Regions from separate parts of the Rattus norvegicus genome. Here region 1 is linked to region 2. A link is a contact called in public Hi-C data. All regions are on one chromosome and are shown on one strand. The core of a region is the stretch at or near the end of the contact, and the rest is flanking DNA. Distances in the headings are between cores, read along the strand shown. Region 1 has its middle 87 kb from the start of Tmcc3. Region 2 holds the start of Tmcc3 (transmembrane and coiled-coil domain family 3).

Evidence for each region. Hi-C and Micro-C count contacts between places; a contact is called where the count stands out from the background.
Region 1: a Hi-C map of kidney shows a contact between it and region 2, with 2.5 times the contacts expected there. The contact joins the enhancer-like site here to the promoter of Tmcc3 in region 2. A contact is called at or near these places in 6 of 12 Hi-C or Micro-C datasets (the A7r5 cell line, Schwann cells, kidney and 2 more) and 1 of 1 datasets of contacts at active chromatin or transcription factors (oligodendrocytes).

The regions. Positions count from the first base shown.
Region 1 is chr7:31,072,836-31,075,581 of GRCr8, reverse strand. No RefSeq gene overlaps it. Among named protein-coding and RNA genes, the nearest start is that of Tmcc3, 87 kb to the right of the region's middle. Within about 2 kb of position 1,316, at least 2 of the 93 cell types and tissues checked have an H3K27ac peak or open chromatin away from gene starts, as enhancers often do.
Region 2 is chr7:30,985,749-30,988,448 of GRCr8, reverse strand. Tmcc3 (transmembrane and coiled-coil domain family 3) reads right to left here and starts at 1,316. Exons shown (of 4, transcript NM_001108084.2): 1 at 1,064-1,316. The coding sequence starts at 1,141.

The sequences.
Region 1 (2,746 bases), core at 67-2,566, 87 kb before region 2:
AGACACACATATTCATGCACACGCACACTCACAAACACACACAGACACACATGAAAACACACAGATACACACACTTACAAATATACACACAGAGACACATTCACAAACACACAGATACACAGATATACACACTTACACACAGATATACACATACAGACATACAAACACACAAAGAGATACACACACAGACGGACAGACACACACACGCACACACACACACACACACACAGACACACACACACACACTTAGTTGTTACAAAGGCCCATGAAGTCCACAGAGTCTCAGCTCTTAGAAGAGGCTGCCATGTAGTAAGTATCAGGCAGGACATTGGAAGTTCTGAGAGAATTCATCCTGGCAAGAATGTAGAGCCATGCTCAGGAAACAGAGCAGGAAAGGGGCCCATGTATGGAATTTCATATTCATCCAGGGTAGTGAGTGTTGCTGAACACTCTTACACAGAGAGTGATAGGACTGGGTCGATCTGAGATAAGTCATTAAAGACTGGAGTCTGAGAGCTGAAGAGATGGCTCACAGTAAAGTGCCTGCTGCGTGAACATGAACACTTGAGTTTGATCCCCGGCACCCAAGTCAAATACATAAATAAGTCAACAGCTCAGCAGTGCATGCTTGGTGCGTGGACACGGGACTTCTCAGGGCTCTCTGACCAGATGATCGAGCTGAACTGGCAAATCTCACAGAGTTCTGTCTCAAAAGAATAAGGAAGAGTGTATAGAAGGAGATACCCAACATTGACTTCTGAACTCTACATACGTGTACACATATGTGCATGTACACATGAGCGCATGTATGCACACACAGATGCATGCACACACACATGTACACACTCCTAAAAGAAAGAAAAAAGAGAAAAGAAAAAGAAAATTCTGGAAAGCGACAGGGGCTACAGATAGGCTCTGGAGACAGAAGTCCCTTAGTACAGCCCTACAGGATTCCCATGCCTGCGTCTGGACACTGAGGAGCTTAGGGTAAGAGCAGCAGCCGCTGTAGCCTAGGAGGATGCAGGGAGGGTCTACTTCACTGTGGTGTGTACACACACTGAGAATGGGGGCAAATCTTAGCTGCACCCATTCAAGTTGACTGACCACCGGTCCAGCCTGGGTCCCTAGCCCTTTCTCTAACCATTTCCAGGTTCCATCAGCCAATGGATCCCACCATCAAACCCACCATGCTCTCTGGAGACGCCTGGAGGAAAGACCTAGGACTTCAGCTTCAACAATTCCAGACAAGGTATCAAGTACTCAGTAACCCATGGCAACCCCTAGAGGCTGCTAGAGCCTCAGCAATGAGGAGCTTTTTCCCAAGGAACCTGCCAGTTCCCCTGAGATGGCTCATGCTTGGTGATCTTAGGATGACCTTCAACGGTCTACACACCATGGAACGCTCATAACAACAGTGTCTGAAGGGGACCGTATCCACCCCTCTCACACCTTCCCATGATGTAAGCCATTGTAGAAGGAATGGCTTGAACAGAGGTGCAACTTCTTTAGTAGCCAACAGCTGTGAAGATTGCTCTGTTTGGTTACCTAGCATACCCAGTTTTTAGCATTGAGCCCCCCAAACTGCAAGTTCAGAAGTCACTAACTAGCCACGATGGTAAAGACTCTTCAGGCATGGACAATACTATCAGTAGGTTTCCGCATCTTGGGGCAGCTTGGATAAAGATGGACGGAAGAATATCTTTGGGTTGTCTCGTGGTTATTAATCGGGAGATTCCGGGTAGTCGGTTCCAGAGTTTTGTTCTTGGTGATGGAGGCTCAATTCTTCTTTCCAAACCTTGATCATTGAGCTTTCTCAATGATCACCAGGATCCTATAGGACTGCCACAAGTTGGACTCAAATCAGCCTATACATCTTAACACACATAGGTGGAGTACTTTCGAAGGACCCTGTCACGCTCACATCGGCCTCCAGGACCTCCAGCCTCTCCCTTGTCTAAACCTTGGCTTTCTGCCTCCTTTGTCAGTGGCTAGCAGCCAGACATTAGAAACACAGGCAGCTTCCAGCCAAGCCCTCGAGATCTTTCTAACCCCATTATCATGCCCACGCCCTGGACTTTGAACCTTGGCAGGTGGAGTCTGTCATGCTTCTTAGGTGATGGGGCAACCAATTAAGGGTTCCACAGGCCTTGAGTAGGACTTCTAGCAGGTCTCTGAAGGTAGGGGTGGGTGGAATGGAGACCTGAAAATACCAGTTAACTGCCTCCAAGAGAGAAAGAAGGTCCCTTGTCCCCCCATCCTCGTCATATTTTACGTGTGACCTATCATTTAACCATTTATTCTCTGAATCCTGCTTATGTTATAACACCCACACTCAGGATGGAGGCTGTGCATACTCGGGGGCACTGGACACCTGCTCCCCTTTTCTACCCCACAGAGCCCTTCCTCCCACACCTTTACTCAAAACAGGCCGTGAGGCTACAGGGACCTGTGGCAGATAGGCACTTTTGACTTGGAGGTGGAAGACATCTCCTGTAAAATTATTTGAAGCACTTCAAATAAGTTTGGGATGTAGGCACTTGTTTAACATGTCCCAGCACATATAATAATAATAGTACTACTAATAATAATTCATAATGACAATGATAAGACAGCAGTAACAATCGAAAAAGGCAAAGGAAGATGGATCTTTTTGTTCAAACAGATGGGCATAATATCAGTTGAACATGTCATAGGCAGCGACAAGAAAAATGTTAAATAATTAATAATTTGCCTTTACCCCTAAAAT
Region 2 (2,700 bases), core at 67-2,566:
GGTCGATGCAGGAGCGATTATCCCGAACACATTAAATTTGTGTTAAAAAAATCATTTTTCCTAAACTGATTAAGAGGCGCTAAAGTGAAAAGAGAAACGAGGTAAACATGTCACTTCGGGGACAATCGATTACTGTTTCAAATTGTAACTGCACACTCACATTCTGTATAAAGGACCCCTGCATAAGCCCGTCACTTATAGCCCCAACTTGATCTTAGAGGTGGAGGGGTAGAAACTATGTCCGTTCTGTCTCTAAGAACTTTATACAAGGAAGCTGACATCGAATCCCCTGTTCCTCGGACAAGCCAGAAGTTGGGAGGCTCAGAGAACAACTCCAGGTGTCGCCTGCCAAAGTGGAGGAGGTGCTGTTTCAAATGGCACTTTAATCAGCCAAGAGGAGACAGGATCGGGGTGGGTTGGGGTAGGATGGGGGTGGAGGGCTGGGGCTCACATCCTTACTGGACACCTGAGCTGCCCAGAAGGGAAGGTGTTCCTCAGGGGGGCCAGAGCTGTGGCTGTGGCCTCCGTCTTTATAATGAAGCCCTCCATGGCCGGTCTCCACAGCTTGCTCAGAAGAGCTATTTTCGCTCACAGCCAAAATCAGCAACAGCAAATTACGCTGCAAACCGTGGCGAAGGCGCCCCCTCTGCACGGCTCCCAACTCCGGAGCGTCCATGCCGAGATCGACTTTTGATCTAGGCAGCGCGTCCCGGGCGCACGGTGCAGGGGACTCGGCTGCGAGGCTGGGGACGCAGCAGCAATGCAGAGCCCCGCAGGTGGCTGTGCCGGGAGCCAGATCAAGGGAGTCCCGGGAGCCCCCCCGCAGGCAGCGTGCGCTCTCTGGCGGGGAGGAGAGCCGGACGGGCTACAACGTCGTGGAATAGGGCTGACTAGCTCCGATTCCAGCGGTGACACCGCGTCCCCGGGCCGCAGGTTTTCCCCGGACCTTCCCGGCGGAGAGAGACCGGCGATGGGTTCCGCGGTGCTGTGTCTCCCAGCCGACCCGGCCCGCACCCTCCCCACGCAGACTCGCACCCCCACGCCGCCCTGTGCGCGCCCTCACCCGGCTCTTGCAGCGGTGGTGCCGGCCGGGGTCGGAGTAGGTCCGGTCCACAGTGAGCGCCGTGTCGCTGCCCGGCATGTCTGCGCTTAGACTGACAACTTTGCGTTCTCGGGGGCCGCCGCTCCACTCGGCGCCGGGTGGCAGCTGCCCGCCGTGCTCCGCTCACCCTCGCCCCGGAGCCGCGGCCGAGGGGGGTGGCGCGGGCGGCTGCAGCTGCTGCCGACACCCCGCGGCCCTGCGCCGCCGCCGCTGGGGTGGGGAGGCGGGCGACAGTCTCCGCCCCTTCCCCCGCTCCCCGCCCCTGCGCCCCGCGCGGCGCCTAGACCCGCTCCAGGTGCCCGGCTCAGCTGCCCTCCCTGCCTGCAACCGGGGCCCACGCGCTCCCACGGCTCCCACGCCTCCCCCGGCTCAGATGAGCGATGCCGGCACAGGTTATGGACCCACTTGAGTGTGATAAAAGACGGGTTTGAGCATGAGGTTGCCGGTACCTTAAGGGCTGCCTATATAAATATGAATGAAATATATATGTATATATATTTCACTCAACAGGACACTTACTTGCTGGACAGCTACGCTGGACCTGGACAGTCGGCTAAAGATTCCAGAAGGGAGGGACATTTTCCCATCTAGAATTCCACAGAGCCGCACTCCCACTGTGTTGTGTATCTTAATTGTGCTTGTGTGACTCACTGTGTTGTAAGCTACTTTGAAACCCGGACATCTTTTCACTTTAGCGTTCTCTAGTCTCAGCGAGTGCTCCCTGCCCACAAAGGATCTGGAGTCTGAGAGAAAAAGTACTGATTGGTAATCGATGGGGTATTGGTTGCCTAACCCCAAATTCACTACATAAGGTCCGGTTATGTTGGAATCCACTCTGAGACCGGATTGGCAGGTTTAGATCACTGATCCTAACAGGCCCAGAGTGCACTGTGATCTGCCTACAGGGAGGGGAGGAGGTGTTTATCCCCTAGCTGGCTGAGGCAAAACAGGTCTGTGCATTTGGAAAACAAAACAAAACAACACCTCAAGGTGTCGGTTTAGTAGGTGGTTTCTGGCACAAAGGTAGAAGAATGGAGACTGGGGTCTGGGGCTGGGGTTGGGGAGGGGCTGTACTTTAAACATTAAGAAGTTTAGCTTTGCTTTGTGGGTGTTTGGCAAGCTGCCGGGCTTCCTGAACCAGGACTTGACAAGATCAGAACAAAAGTCTAAGAGGTCTGTGAGAGGCACTGTGAGAGGCACTGATGAAGGATAAGGAACTCCGGCTAGGAGGTCATTACAGAGACTGAGGATGACCTGACCTACGTGTCCTGTACAAGGAGACCAGAGAACCAAAGCATGTCTGCTCAATGGAGTATTAGACAAGTGTAGCAGATGCAGCAGCCCTCTAACTACGGAGTCATTCTAACATGTATAGTTAAGAGAAGAAAAGCAAGGTGCCGGATAATATAGGGTGTTCTACTGTTTATTGAAAGTGCAATGTGTATCAGACAGACAGACAGACAGGCAGGCAGGCAGGCAGGCAGGCAGGCTATATACATGGCACATTTCTGACAAGATTAAAAACTACAGAAATAAGAGAACAAGCAGCTGAAGTTAGGAAATGGAGACTGGGCAGTACAGAGCAGATGGGAGGGTTG